Regions from separate parts of the Mus musculus genome. Here all the other regions are linked to region 3. A link is a contact called in public Hi-C data. All regions are on one chromosome and are shown on one strand. Each heading gives the region's core, a stretch centred on a gene start, on an enhancer-like site or on the middle of the called end of the contact. The rest is flanking DNA. Distances are from core to core; before and after follow the strand shown.

Region 1 (2,957 bases), core at 57-2,556, 260 kb before region 3:
AATGGAAGGAGAGACCCTTCCATTGTGAAGGTTCTATGCCACCGTATAGGGGAATGCCAGGAACAGGAATAGGAGTGGGTGGGTTGGGGAATAGGGGGAGGGAATATGGGGTTTTCGGAGGGGAAACTAGGAAAGGGGATAACATTTGAAATGTAAATAAAGAAAATATCTAATAAAAGAAAACAAGATTTATAAAGTTAGGACCTATAAACAAAACAAAACAAAACTCAAGCAAATAAATATCTCTAATCGCTCTTACCTTGGCCACCCCGTAGGAGATTAATCCATAAAAATCTACAAATACACAAGTCTTTCCAAGTTAGATTTAAACAAACAAAATAAAGAAACCCAACAAACAGCCTGTCTCCTGCTCAGCTCTTTGCAGCTTCTTCCTGGAGCAGAGGAAGCTACCCTCTTGTAACTTTCCCAAGTAATCTCTTGTGTGAGATTTGTTATGTGGGAGTCCTTGGCTCCCGACACCGTTCCCTTCAGATGTAACATTTCCATGGGGAACCTTTCCCCTTCACAGTTCAACATCTGTACCGGGGAAGCTTTGGCCCTCAGCATTGCAACAATTACAGCATAACAGGTATATAACAGAACACAGAAGACAGAAAGGACACTGAAGATGGCAAGAGGGGAAAACACAAAAGCAGGCCCATCACAGTAACACCATAGTTTCTAATGGAGACCACAAGAGCCGGAATGGACTGTTGTTCTCTAAGTCATGAAATACCAGATATACCAACTTCGACTACTGCAAACTTCATCTTCAGCAAAACTATCAGCTGCAGTTAAGGGAGACAGGACAACTTTCTATGATAAAATTATATTTAAGAGATCTGGAACAATAGGCCAGCTCTACAGAGAATACAGGAAGGAATACTTAGGTCTGAAAAGAAAAGGGTTAAACATGTTCGCCAAAGGGCAAAAGAGACAAATATTGATTGTCAACATGACAGGATCTAGAAGACAAACTTTAGGTATGTCTCTGATTTTCTATATTGCATTAATTGAGACTAGAAAAATCCCTCTGGAGAAAGATGGTGCCAGGCCCTGGGCTTGGATCCTGGACTGAATAAAAAGGAGAGAGTGAGCTGAACACTAGCACTCACCTCTCTTCTTGAGTGCAGTAGACCAGATGTCTCCAGCTGCCCCTTCCTTCCTTCCTTCACCAAGTTTCTTTCTTTCTTTCTTTTTTTTTTTTTGATCATATCAATGAAAAAATTAACTAATACAACCAAGGGTAGTCTCTGACTCACAGTCCTCCTGTCTCAGCATCGTGAGTGGCTGAGATTCCAGGCATTTACTCCCACATGAATGATTCATTGTTTCATGTGGTATTTGGTTGTTGTATTAGGACAGTCATTCAGGGTAAAACAATCTGACATACTGCTGGAAACAGACATCCTGATAATAATTTTCTATTTTACATCTGTGTTTTTAAAAAATATTTAAAAAGTATTAGTATTTTATAATAAAATGACAGTTTATGAAGTAACTGGATAAACTTTAGCCAAGGTGCACGAGACCATTCCTCCCAGTGACTACCTCTTTTAATGTTAGTGAGGAAAAATAACAACTACTCACCTCAATTATTTAATTACATTTTTTCTAGGACATTCCTCAGTTTGTCCTAATTCCTTTCACTTGATACAACAGCATTTACAATGTAAACCCCACCAATACTAACAATAGGAGGGTTCATCTACACATAAAAAAACTATTGTTTTCCAATTGAGTCCATGAAAAGTCAAACATTTTAATAACCTAATCATATTTTTTTAAAAAATATTTCTTGCTATATATTGTTAAAACACATTTAAACTATATTTCATTATATCTGTATACTTCAATAAAAATATGGACATTAGAAAGAGACATTAAGAAAAAGCTAGATAAGCAAATAATTTTAAAAAGTTCGCTTGCCAGAATTATTATTTTTACTTTAAGACAGACTAGAACATTTTTCTTATTAAGGGAAGAAAAGTTTGAGTAGTTATGGTAAGGGAGAAAAGGGCTATTTAAAACTGCTGAAGAACTTTTCCTAATATACCATAAAAACTGAAACCACTGTGATAAAATGGAATTATTTATTCTCCTTAAGAAAAAAAATAATTGAACCATGCCTTCGTAATCACAAGGCAGTAACATCTTATGAAGTAAAAAAATGCCTGAAACAAGAAAATGAGAAGTCGTTCTTCAATTTAGCAAAGATGTGTTTCTTAGCTTTTGAAACAGGGTAGTAATTCTGGAGGTTAATGCACCAAGTACCAATATTATTCAGGTCAGCTTTGAAATTTATTAGAAACTCAAAATACCACTAAACCGATTTTTCTATTATTCTATCTTTGCTTATAATAGCTCAAGATTAACATATCAAACAGTTTTACCTAGATAAACTATTATTTCTTAAAGTAAAAGTGTATTGCTTTGACTTATTCTGCAGATACTGAAACTGCCATGTCAATTTTAAGTCATATATATCTTTTTTTAATATTTTTTATTAGGTATTTTCCTCATTTACATTTCCAATGCTATCCCAAAAGTCCCCCATACCCTCCCCCCCACTCCTACCCACCTACTCCCACTTTTTGGCCCTGGCGTTCCCCTGTACTGGGGCATATAAAGTTTGCAAGTCCAATGGGCCTCTCTTTGCAGTGATGGCCAACTAGGCCATCTTTTGATACATATGCAGCTAGAGTCAAGAGCTTTGGGGTACTGGTTAGTTCATAATGTTGTTCCACCTATGGGTTGCAGACCCCTTTAGCTCCTTGGGTACTTTCTCTAGCTCCTCCATTGAGGGCCCTGTGATCCATCCAATAGCTGACTGTGAGCATCCACTTCTGTGTTTGCTAGGCCCCGGCATAGTCTCACAAAATACAGCTATATCCTTTCAGCAAAATCTTGCTAGTGTATGCAATGGTGTCAGCGTTTGGAAGCTGATTATGGGTGGA
Region 2 (2,792 bases), core at 15-2,514, 190 kb before region 3:
GGAGGCAGGGTTTTAAGACCTGGAAATTGCTGATTAGCCAAGTCTGGATGGACAGAGAGCTCCACATATTGAACTGTAGTCTCCTCAGACTGAGACCCTAAGCCTGGCCTAACAGATAAATGCCAGTGCAACCTCAGGTCCTTATTCTGGTGTAGCAGACACCATACCTAATCTGAGTAAACCCCAGTCCTGAGAATAGCTAAGCCTTTTTTATTCACTGAAAATATCACACATGTGCAAATGAGTGTATAAAATCAAATATCCTACTCGTTACCTTTCTCTAGCTCCCTCCCAAAATTCTCCAATGCGTCTCCCTCCCAACTTCAGGTCATATCTTAAAACAAAACAAAACAAAACAAAACAAAACAAAACAACAACAACAAAGAATCACTGAGTCCATATGAACACATGAAATGGGGCCATCCACAGAGTCTGGGCCCAACCACTAGCCATATCCAAAGAGAAGTGGTTTACCTCTCCTTAGCAGATAACAGCTCCACATCAGGAGGGAAGGTGCAGAGCAAGGCAAGGGCAGCGACTAAGTATTAACAGTCAGTTTATAATAAAAAGAATATTTAGTAGTAAAAATCGCCTTAGAAGATAATTTATATGCACACAGTTAATAACCTCAATAACACACACGCATATGCACGCATGCACATACACAAACACATACAACAGTATTGTTTAAAAAGTTCACCCTGAGTTATAATATATGCTGATGCTTTATCTATTACTACATTAGTCTTTTAAGAATTTTCATGAGTTAGATATACTTTTTAAAAAACAAATGAGGAAATAAAGACTCTGAAAAGTTGAATCTTATAAAATAATATCGCCATCAAAATTTAAATCTATTCAATTTGAGTCCATAAGTCAGGTTCCAGAATATGAATTGCTAGGCATGTTTTTATTGTGATCACCATACCTGGGCAGCAGTCTGACCTGTATATATGTCATACATGACAGGCTTGACAAAGATTGAAACTGTAATTTCCAAATCTTAGTGTGGAAACTACATGGATGCTACTGTAAATGCACATTTAAGACACTTCTGTGAATCAGATACTCAGTGATCACCAATAAAATACAAATTACAAAGTATAAGAGATTTCGAAAAACATTAAAAAAAAAATAGCTGGCTAGGCATGGAGGCCTACTACTAAAATGCTAGAATTTGGGAGTTTGGAATAGGATGACTATGAGTTTGGCAAGTTCTAAGGGTAGCCTACACTCAGGAAGGCTGTTTAAAAACAAAGCTGCACTAAAAATAGAAACTGGCACGTCACAGATCATAAATAATAAGAGTGAGCCAGTCTCTTAGAACATGAAATTGCAATGAGATGTGAATTCCTAAACTGTGAAATAGACTGAGAAAGAATCCTTTGGAGCTAATTAACCTTTATACAAAAAGCCGAGGTCCTAAAATCCAGGCCAATCAATCCACTGACTCAGTGACATAGTAAGGAAACGTATAGAACCAGAACAAACCTGTAATTACAAAGTTAAAGCATCTGAGGAAAACTGAAGCTAAGAGAGTAAAACAGCACAGCAGAGGGATCTGTAGATGAAGAGAATGGGAAATGAAAAACGATGGATATGCTCATAGAGCAAAACAGAAAAAATTATTATTATTATTGTTAATTTAATTTTTTTTTTGAAACAGGGTTTCTTTATGTAGTCCTGATGTCCTGGAACTCACTATGTAGACCAGGGTGGCCTTGAACTCAAGAGATTTGCCTGCTCTTGTGTGCTGGGATTAAAGGAACGCACCACTACTACCTGGCTCAGAAATTATCTCAAAATAAACTCTTAGATTCATAAAGAGGGAAGAAAGAGCACCTATGTAAAGTAACAAGAAATTGTATAACAAACCAACGAAAAAGATGAGAACAGTTATATAGAGAATCACAGCAAAATTATTAGAAATAAACATTCACCAATTGAAAAAGAAAACCTTAGAGGGAGACAAAAATTCTACATTGTTGCTCTGACAAGGTATCACATCTAAAGATAAGATCCTGCCAAAATGAAGACATGCCCCGGTTTACAGTATGATCTGGCTGGAACACAGGCATGCCTTTAGCATTCTCCTTTAATCCATAACATTGAAGATAAGTGAGTTTGTACAAGGAAACAGCCATGTTTGAAAGTAAAGTCTAATTAAGGGGCAGACAAAATGATGAATCAGAGAAAGATTTGACAGAATGAGTCAGATATGATATACCCAATTCACATGAGAACAGCAGAGAGAGAGAGAGAGAGAGAAAGAGAGAGAGAGAGAGAGAGAGAGAGAGAGAGAGAGAGAGAGACTACTTAAGAGCAAGCAGAGAGAAAAAGGGTATGGTGTGGTATGATGTGGAGTGGAGTGGTATGGTGTGGTGTAGGTACTGTGTATGACGGTTTTACCAGGGAAATTTGACAGAGACAGGTTGAAGAGAGAACAAGCTAGATATAGGTGAAGACAGAATGAACCAGAGAATGAGAAAGAGCCAGAAGATTAGAATATATTGCTAAAATTAATATGAGGCCAAGTAGAACAAGTTGTTCAGAAGTCGAGGAAAACTGGACTGAATCAGTCATCTTGGAAGATTAGGTCATATGGAGGCTAGAAGCTTTCAGCCCTAGGCCGAGGAATAGTCAGAAAGAAAAGAAAAATACTCTGGGCTTAACCCAAATTGGGTATTTGCACAGCACAGTATAGCTTTCATCTCATTCCTCCTGAGGAAATAAAAGTGACATTTACAAATTTGGAAAATAGAAATAAGGAGGTCTCTCAGATGAGAAGAAAA
Region 3 (2,912 bases), core at 7-2,506:
AGAAAGTATGCCTCTTTTCTGTCTCTTTCCCTGGCGCCTCATTGGAGGAAGGAGGGGGTTGTTTTTGTATTCTCCCCCAGTGAAGCAAGACACAATCAGATGTTAGCTGGAGAAAGCACTTTTGACAACAGCAAATAAAAATAAAAGTGTCCTTCCTTCCCTGACAGGGTGGACACCCCACCTCACACACCCCTCCTCACTCCCGCCCCTCCTTCACTCCCCCCCCCCCCAGCACCACCCCCTCCTCACCCCGGAGCTCCACTGCGTATGAGGTTTGGTGCTACTGCTGCCCCGGAGTGAAAGTCAGAGCCAGAGGAAGGCAATGGAGCCCCCACAGACACACTTACCTTTCCTGCCCCCCACTTTTGAGTGCCTTCCCTGGAGCTGTGGAGGATGACACAAAGGGTAATAAAGGGGGGGAGTGGAGGAGGAGGAGGCGAAGGAGGAGGAGGAGAGCTGGGGAAGTGGCTGCTCCCGGTGTAGGGAGATGTCTTCAGCCAGGGCCAAGCAGCAGCAACAGCAACAGCAGCAGCAGCAGCAGCAGTAGCAGCAGCAGCAGCCAAGGGTCTGTGTTGCTAAGAGGCTTTTGGTCTCTTTCTCTCCTTCTCTCCCGGCCACAGAGAAGGAGGGTGGAGGGGGCTCTGGAAGCAGGCGTGTGGAGGGCTGAGCGGGTAGGAGTCGTGGATGGGGGTTTTTCTAAGAAGAAGAAACTCCTCTCCTCTCTCAGGCTCAATTCCCCCACTCGGGGCTCAGAGCTGGAGGGTGGGGGAGGAACTCGGCCGCCTTCCCCCCACCCCCCTCAATTCAAGGTTGAAGTGGGGTAAAATTAGTGTCCTGTCCCTTTAAAAATAGAAATAAAAGGTGCCCCCCCTCTGCCACTGCCTCTCTCTTCATCATCAGCTGCTGCTGCTGCTGGGGTCTCTCTGCTTGGGGGGGAGGGGGGGCTCGGGGAGACGAGACGGGAGGCACTCACTGCGCATGTCCCGTTCTGACGGGAGGCTGGTTGGTGGAAGGCAAGGAGGAGGGGGAGGGGAGGAAATGAGATGGTTTTCCCAGAAGGCTCCAAGGCGCTGGCGACCCGGAAGCCATTGTAAGCAGGGGGTAGCCGGGCGGGGGCGGGAAGAGGGAGGAAGTTGCTACTCTAGAGCAGCCCCAGCTGCCTCCTCCCTCCTCTGGGAGAGCGGAGGGACGGAAGTAGGCGGGGACCGACCTGAAAGCAGGTCACGTGGTGGGGCGGAGCGGGGGCGGGGCCGCCAAAGCCGGCCGGTCGCCGTGCATGCTGGGAGTTGCTGTGCGCGGTGGGCTGCAGTAGGAGCAGCGGGACTGAGAAGGTGGTGAACATCCTTCGGTCCTCACCGTCGGCGGCGGCCGGCTTTGCCCGATTTAGGCAGGCTTGACTGGGAGAGGTAAGGCCGGTCTCGTAGGCAAGGTGAGGGCCGCAGTGGCTACGGGCGGGTGGACAATCTGAGGGGAGTGGGAGGCTCGTGCAGGCCGGGTAGGCCTAAAGCAGGAGGCCTGCCCCTGGCTCTCGGCTTCCGGGAGCTGCTGTGGACGAAGCGGGCACAGAGCTCAGCAGAGACGGGCTACAGAAGGCTTTTGGGTGAGGAACATGATTGGGCAGTGTTGAGAGGTCAGGTTCTCTGCAGAGAGAGAAGCACTACCTGCTTTAGAGCGTGCGACATATTTGGAAAAACCTAACCAGATGTGTGCCTTTTGATCAGCTTCTGCGGTAGCCTTGCTCATACACATCCTGCCTTCCTGACTTTTCTGTTTTCTTTGGGATTTTGGAGAAGCTGTAGGCATGTAGGCAAGGAACGGGCAGGAAAGGTCTGAGTGAGGGCTCCCTGCATGCTCTCTGCCTTAATGCTGCAAACACAAAAGACTGCCCGTTTGAGGATGCTTGGGATTGTTTGGTCTTTCATACAGAGTTTTGTCACTAAAAAAGAAAAGCCTTGAAATATTCTTTTCTTGTGGAGCTAAAGAGAAAGCTTTTTGTCTGGGTGTTTCTTTTTTTTATAGTGAAATAACGGCTTCTTTTTCATTTTAACTTTCTTCGTTAGTCTTTTAGCTGGTTTTTGTCAAGATACATCGGAGGACTATTACCTCGTCTTTAATAATCCAAGTTACATTAAAAAAAATTCAAAATCGGAGATCTTCGCACTTACTCTTACTTAGTCTTAACTATTTTAGTTCTGCTCAGTAGGATTCAGTCTGTTAAAAGTTACACATTTTCCCGAATTGTTCTTGGTGCAAGTCTATACAGTACGCTATTTAATGTATCCATTGCACGGTGCTTTTTTTTTTTTTTCCTTCGTCCTAGGGAGGTAATTATGTCAGATGGGTTCAAAACAAAACTCCAGTGCCCTAAAATTTTTATTAGAAAACCAAGTCTCAATCTTCTTATAGAAAACTATTATGACCTAGGTAAAACTTTTAAATCCTGTTTTGTGTAATGGCCTAAGTGTGTGGGAAACTGCACAAAACACAGATGTAGAGAACGACTGTAGCATACATAACCTGTAACCACTATGAATCAAGAACCAAAACATGGGTAGCAGCTGGCAGGAACAGGCCCACTAATTGCTTCCAGGCCTCTCTTCCTCTGGTGCCACCTTACTATTATCTTGATTCTTGTGATTCACTGCTTTTCTTTTAGTAAAAATGTATGTCAGCGCTTCTAAACAAATTCTCAATTGGCCTCTTTTTATCTGCTTGTAGGTAGGTAGTTCACACACCCTATTAAGTCGGACCCTTTATTTACCTGGCTGAGATTTGACCCTGTTAATACATTTTGCTGTAATTTATATATTTTTTTGTTGTGGTGTAAGAGTTTCTAAGGTAAAGGCACTGTTTTTATAACTAAGCCACCATTAGTCTTAATGGACTTTGACTTGTATTCATTTCTTTACTAC

Evidence for each region. Hi-C and Micro-C count contacts between places; a contact is called where the count stands out from the background.
Region 1: a Hi-C map of adipose-derived mesenchymal stem cells shows a contact between it and region 3, with 2.0 times the contacts expected there. The contact joins the enhancer-like site here to the promoter of Orc4 in region 3. A contact is called at or near these places in 10 of 39 promoter capture datasets (3T3-L1-derived adipocytes, the C10 cell line, the HPC-7 cell line and 4 more), 2 of 484 Hi-C or Micro-C datasets (ECoMG myeloid progenitors and adipose-derived mesenchymal stem cells), 2 of 115 datasets of contacts at active chromatin or transcription factors (forebrain and neural progenitor cells) and 3 of 9 other capture datasets (adipose tissue, liver and pancreatic islet).
Region 2: a Hi-C map of uterus shows a contact between it and region 3, with 1.7 times the contacts expected there. The contact joins the enhancer-like site here to the promoter of Orc4 in region 3. A contact is called at or near these places in 9 of 39 promoter capture datasets (the 3T3-L1 cell line, 3T3-L1-derived adipocytes, the C10 cell line and 5 more), 1 of 484 Hi-C or Micro-C datasets (uterus), 3 of 115 datasets of contacts at active chromatin or transcription factors (the SCID.adh cell line, bone marrow-derived macrophages and embryonic stem cells) and 3 of 9 other capture datasets (adipose tissue, liver and pancreatic islet).

What each region holds. Positions count from the first base shown.
Region 1 is chr2:49,202,635-49,205,591 of GRCm38.p6, reverse strand. All of the region lies in intron 6 of Mbd5 (methyl-CpG binding domain protein 5), which reads right to left. Among named protein-coding and RNA genes, the nearest start is that of Gm25215, 190 kb to the left of the region's middle. Within about 2 kb of position 1,306, at least 4 of the 459 cell types and tissues checked have an H3K27ac peak or open chromatin away from gene starts, as enhancers often do. A contact at or near this core is called in adipose-derived mesenchymal stem cells, where this site is marked.
Region 2 is chr2:49,140,858-49,143,649 of GRCm38.p6, reverse strand. The region is part of intron 5 of Mbd5 (methyl-CpG binding domain protein 5); the gene reads right to left. Among named protein-coding and RNA genes, the nearest start is that of Mbd5, 190 kb to the right of the region's middle. Within about 2 kb of position 1,264, at least 4 of the 459 cell types and tissues checked have an H3K27ac peak or open chromatin away from gene starts, as enhancers often do. A contact at or near this core is called in uterus, where this site is marked.
Region 3 is chr2:48,947,611-48,950,522 of GRCm38.p6, reverse strand. It overlaps Orc4 (origin recognition complex, subunit 4), which reads left to right and starts at 1,256. Exons shown (of 14, transcript NM_011958.4): 1 at 1,256-1,406. Mbd5 (methyl-CpG binding domain protein 5) reads right to left here and starts at 1,015. Exons shown (of 17, transcript NM_029924.2): 1 at 974-1,015.